Regions from separate parts of the Mus musculus genome. Here region 2 is linked to region 1. A link is a contact called in public HiChIP or PLAC-seq data. All regions are on one chromosome and are shown on one strand. The core of a region is the stretch at or near the end of the contact, and the rest is flanking DNA. Distances in the headings are between cores, read along the strand shown.

What was found. HiChIP or PLAC-seq counts read pairs in DNA pulled down with a chosen protein or histone mark.
Region 2: a contact with region 1 is called in a RAD21 HiChIP or PLAC-seq map of pro-B cells, with 3 times the contacts expected there. The contact joins two enhancer-like sites. A contact is called at or near these places in 2 of 15 datasets of contacts at CTCF or cohesin (large pre-B cells and pro-B cells), 1 of 484 Hi-C or Micro-C datasets (cortical neurons) and 1 of 115 datasets of contacts at active chromatin or transcription factors (large pre-B cells).

The regions. Positions count from the first base shown.
Region 1 is chr6:67,874,567-67,877,266 of GRCm38.p6, forward strand. It overlaps Igk and the pseudogene Igkv14-126-1. Among named protein-coding and RNA genes, the nearest start is that of Gm24911, 71 kb to the left of the region's middle. Within about 2 kb of position 1,320, at least 6 of the 459 cell types and tissues checked have an H3K27ac peak or open chromatin away from gene starts, as enhancers often do. A contact at or near this core is called in pro-B cells, where this site is marked.
Region 2 is chr6:68,199,220-68,201,919 of GRCm38.p6, forward strand. It overlaps Igk. Among named protein-coding and RNA genes, the nearest start is that of Gm25833, 330 kb to the right of the region's middle. Within about 2 kb of position 1,387, at least 3 of the 459 cell types and tissues checked have an H3K27ac peak or open chromatin away from gene starts, as enhancers often do. A contact at or near this core is called in pro-B cells, where this site is marked.

The sequences.
Region 1 (2,700 bases), core at 70-2,569:
GTGCCCCAGGTCCTTGACTTCACTTTTAAAAATTCAGGAGTTGTAAGGACTACCAGAGTCAAAAATTAACTCTGCTTTTTTTTTTTTTATTTTAAAATGAAGATGAGTATTTGGGGGCTAGAGACGTGGTATTAGAGTTGAATCTGTAGTGTTTTCCTAAGTGCCTATATTGAAATTTCATTCATAAGTACATTTATATACCATTAGGAAACATTAAGAAGTGGAAGAGAATGAGAAACTGCAGCTAGTTAGGAATGGAAGTAACTACAGATTGCCCGTGTAGAAAAAATTTTTTTCTTTTTTTTTTTTTTTTAATTTTGTTTTGTTTTTGTCCTTAGCACTTGGCCTGCAGTACTATGGGTCATAGTATATTTCTTTCATGTTTAAAAAAAATCTTCTCTTCTTCATGTACCCTCTACCACTGTACTCTATTTCAATCCAGGACCAGAAACAATACATTGGAGTCATGATACCTAGGCATCTGCAATTCTGTGACACAACCTCTGGCCTTTCACACATATGTTTCTAAAAGATTCCAAGGATTCCCTAGCTTCAGGAAATCCTTAGGTTGCTTCAAGCATACAGTGGTATTGCTGCTTGAGTAAGAACAGTTTCTCTATTCGCTGCTCAAGAATGAAAGGTGAAAATATCATTTGTAGTACACAGTAGAGCCGTGTATGAAGACTCAGTGTTTTCTGTGACAGTATTCAAGTCTGTCCTCACTAGTCAACACTTTATGCTGAGGAATTGTGGGAAAGAGTAGTAAATAGTAGAAAACCAACCTGTGGAGGATCTGAAGCTGAGGAAAAGGTGCACCCATTTAGTCAGTATATATGAAAGCACCTCCATCTTCACATGGAGTCATTACTTCAAGTGACACAGGTTGCTCAGATCAAGGAGTTATATTCCCATGTGCTGTGGTCCTCTTTTTGAATGTAGTTAGCGAAGTTAATGCTGTAAACCTCATGTTTTAATTCAGTGAAAGTGGTTATGATAAATTGTCCTTTCAATTTCAAGAAATGCCTACTCCAAATACTTCACAGGGGAACACATACTATTTTTCAACCAATCAGAATTATTTGAGTGAGTTAAAGATCTAATAGTTTCTTATCTGTTGTGTATTCCCTGACAGAAGGATATTGTTCTATATTACCCCAGTATATCTTTGAAGTATGTTGTTCAAATTAGAGAGTACATACATTAGAAATGTCATGTATAATTTTAAATCTTTTAAAAGAAATTCATTCTCTGGAGACATACAGTGGTTTGACCTCAGGCGTCTGGGGACTCTGGACTTGTGCTAACTGCTGAGATGAGTAAGTCCTGCACCTGTTCCCAACTATATCTGTTTCCCAATGATTTGCATGTTCTCAATGCATAGCTTTGGGGACTTCTTCATATACCATCATACTCTGTGCCATTGTCACTGCAGTCAGGACTCAGCATGGACATGAGGGCCTCTGCTCAGTTTCATGGGATCCTGTTGCTCTGGTTTCCAGGTAAAATAAACTAAAATTGGGATTTCATTGTTATACTGTGATTAGTATTGACTGATGTTTGGGGAATGTATTCTTTTACCATGCTTACCTATATGGATATTCATTATGTCTCCTCTTCTAGGAGCTAGATGTGAGGTCCAGATGACTCCATCTCCCATGTCTGCCTCTCTGGGAGAGACAACCAGTCTCAATGGCCAGGAAAGTCAGGACATTAGCAGTTATTTAAGCTGGTACCAGCAGAAACCAGGGAAATCTCCTTAGCCCTTGATGTATGGGACAACTAACTGGGAAGATGGAGTCCAATCAAGGTTCAGTGGCAGTGGATCAGGTAAGATTTCACATTCAAGATCAGGAGAATGCAGCATGGGAATTTACAAGTGTATTACCACATGTAACATATTTTTGTTCCTCCCAGAGTGGTCCAGAACTTAAAAAAAAATCTTTCTTTTATAATCCAGGTGTCAAATATGTTAGTTCTTTGTGAGAGGGAGAGGTACTGAGACCTTCAGATTATTAGCTGTAGCTGAGGGCTCTGGAACATGAGATCATTGTCTACAGTTTAAGTGCCATGCATTTATTTTTAACCTCATCAACTGCAATACCAATGATATTGCATCTGCCTTAGGAGACTAGTGAACAGGTGTCCTCTTAACAGCCAGCAATGGATGAGCATGAAGGTGAGTAAAAACCCATTCTGATCCTACCAGCCTTGTCTGCCTTTGTTATTCAGCATCTAGTAAAGATGACAGGAAACTAAGGCCCATTCTTTATTAAAACTGCCTCCTTTAATAAAAAATTTCACCATTTGTCACATTTTATGCTTTTAAATAGATTTCATTTTGTTCATATAAATACTGCAGATTCTATTTTCCCTTTGTTTTGTAAAGTATGACTCATTAAAAGTATGTCTTTACTTCTCAAGAAATGTTTCTTTTCTGACAGAAAAATGGAATGGTTCCCTTTTATCTATCCTTTTAAAACAATATTGACTGCGTGTTTTATTCCAACTGCATACACAGTAACCATCCTATTATTTTCCTGTTAGTATTTTCTGATTGTTTTGTGTAATTTTTCCTGTGTCCCCATTCGTTTGATGTTTGGTATTTTTATATAATGATAATATTTCACTTTTTCCTTCACATTTATAAATGTTAGTTAATTTAATGCAAATGTACTTTCAAGATAAATTACCTTTGAATTC
Region 2 (2,700 bases), core at 137-2,636, 320 kb after region 1:
TTTTTATATTTCCAGTTGAATTTGCAAATTGTGCTTTCTATCTCAGTGAAGAATTGAGTTGGAATTTTGATGGGGATTGCATTGAATCTGTAGATTGCTTTCAGGAGTCAGTCTGGAGGTTCCTCAGAAATTTGGACATAATACTACTGAAAGATCCAGCAATACCACTCCTAGGCATATACCCTGAAGAAGTTCCAACTGGCAATAAGAACACCTGCTCCATTATGTTCATAGCAGCCTTATTTATAATAGCCAGAAGCTGGAAAGAGCCCAGATGTCCCTCAACAGAGGAATGGATACAGAAATTGTGGTACATTTGCACAATGGAGTACTACTCAGCAATTAAAAACACTGTATTTATGAATATCTTGGACAAATGGAGGTACCTGGAGGATATCATCCTTAGTGATGTAAACCAATCACAAAAGAAGTCATTAGATATGCACTCACTGATAAGTCGATATAAGTCCAAAAACAGAACTCTCAAGATACAATTTACAAAACACAAGAAAATCAAGAAGAGGGAAGACCAAAGGGTGGATACATCATTCCTCCTTAAAACAGGGAATAAAGTACCCACGTTAGGAGTTACAGAGACAAAGTTTGGAGGTAAGATGAAAGGATGGACTATCCAGAGACTAGCCCACCCGGAGATCCATCCTATAATCAGCCACCAAACTCAGATGCTATTGCACAATGCCATAAAGATTTTGCTGAAGGGACCCTGTTATAGCTGTCTTGTATGAGGCTATGCCAGTGCCTGGCAAATACAGAAGTGGATGCTCACAGTCATCTATAAGATGGAACACAGGGCCCCCAATGGAGAAGCTAGAGAAAGCACACAAGGAGATGAAGGGGTCTGCAACCCTATAGGTGGAACAACAATATGAACTAACCATTACCTCCAGAGCTTGTATCTCTAGCTGCATATGTAGCAGAAGATGACCTAGTCGGCCATCACTGGGAAGAGAGGCCCCTTGGTGTTGCATACTTTACATGCCCCAATACAGGGGAATGTCAGGGCCAAGAAGCAAGAGTGGGTGGGTAGGGCAGCAGGGCAGAGGGAAGGTATAAGGAACAACTACAACAACAAAACAAACAAACAAAATCAACAGAAGAAGAAGAGGAAGAAGAAGAAGAAGAAGAAGAAGAAGAAGAAGAAGAAGAAGAAGAAGAAGAAGGAAAGAAAGAAAGAAAGAAAGAAAGAAAGAAAGAAAGAAAGAAAGAAAGAAAGAAGAGAAAACAAGCTGTGCACTCATGTATGTATCAAGTACACTATGAAGAAGACTGCTAACTTTAGCATTTCACTAATGCTTGACTACTATGTTTAGATTAGTGTTTCCGGTAATATATGAAACTCAAACATGATTGTACTGGGACAGGAAGATCAGTACATTTTGACTGAAATTGTCATGTGCAGATGCGGTTTCAGGTGCAAGCATACAGGGCCCCTCACCTCACTCAGCTGGAATAATTCAGAAACAGTTTAAACTGCAATTCTAGTTTGGAAACATATAGACCAAAAGGACATGAAATCCATTTTTTATTCCACCTTACATTGTCCTTAATCTCATAGGATATTTACACAATTTTATGCTATTTTCAAAACAAGCTTTATATTTGGATGACTCAAAGTAATACAGCAGACAAAGTCCTATACTTCAAGGGTATGTTTAGTATGACATAATCTGACTTAATAACAATATAAATAATCATAAAGTCATTTTATTTTATGCTAATTGACTTAAATCTTAAATTTTTATTTGAATGATATATTTTCCCAGTGTTCATTGATTTTTGCCTTTTAATGAAGTTTGGCAAGAAACAAAAACCTGACATTTCCAATAGACATAGAAATTGCAAGGATTTATAGAGATTTTTCTTGGCGCTGCACTTTTACTCATAGCTAGTCCTATTTCTCATAGTATGAAATAGGAAAATATTTTAACCTTTCAGATTTAGTGTTTTGTGGACACACAATTATTTGTAAACATTTATACTCGGTTGTCAATTCCCTATGATATGATTTTAATTGGTTCAAATGAATTTTTCTTTATTATTTTCTGAAAGTTGGTATGGTCAATAGAAATCAATTTACAATTTATAATTGTAAATGCATCCTTGCCACTGAGTAGTGGCAACAATCTCCACCTCAAAGCAACATTAAATTGTAATATAGCACATATAATGAAGTTCAAGAGATGTTCAACAGTATTTTATTAAATACCTTTATATTAGATGATCCTGTCCCACTTTATATGAATGTAATTTTCTGAGACCCTTTCAGCTTAGGTTGTTTGATATAATATATTTGTCCAATGACGTTTTGGCTCATAATAATGATGAATTAAATTATTTTACTTGATGTATCCCCATTGCAATATAGTATCTGTGAAACATTACCCATCTCTCCAGCAGGGGGTAGTACAATCACACATTTATCTAGTCAAGGTAGCCATGCTTAGTCCTGAGACCTACTATAACAATGAGAATAATAGAAAGAGGCACCCAGTCTCTTGATCTACCAAGCCTCCACAATGTTTTCATGCATTTGCCCACTACTATTAAACTGCCCTGAGCACATTTATTTGACAGAGACTTTGAGAGCTGACGACCCAGAAAATTCAATATCTTCAGAGAGAGCAGACCGGCTTCTCAAGGATACTCCCATTTATAACAGAAAACTTCGGCTCAGGAGGA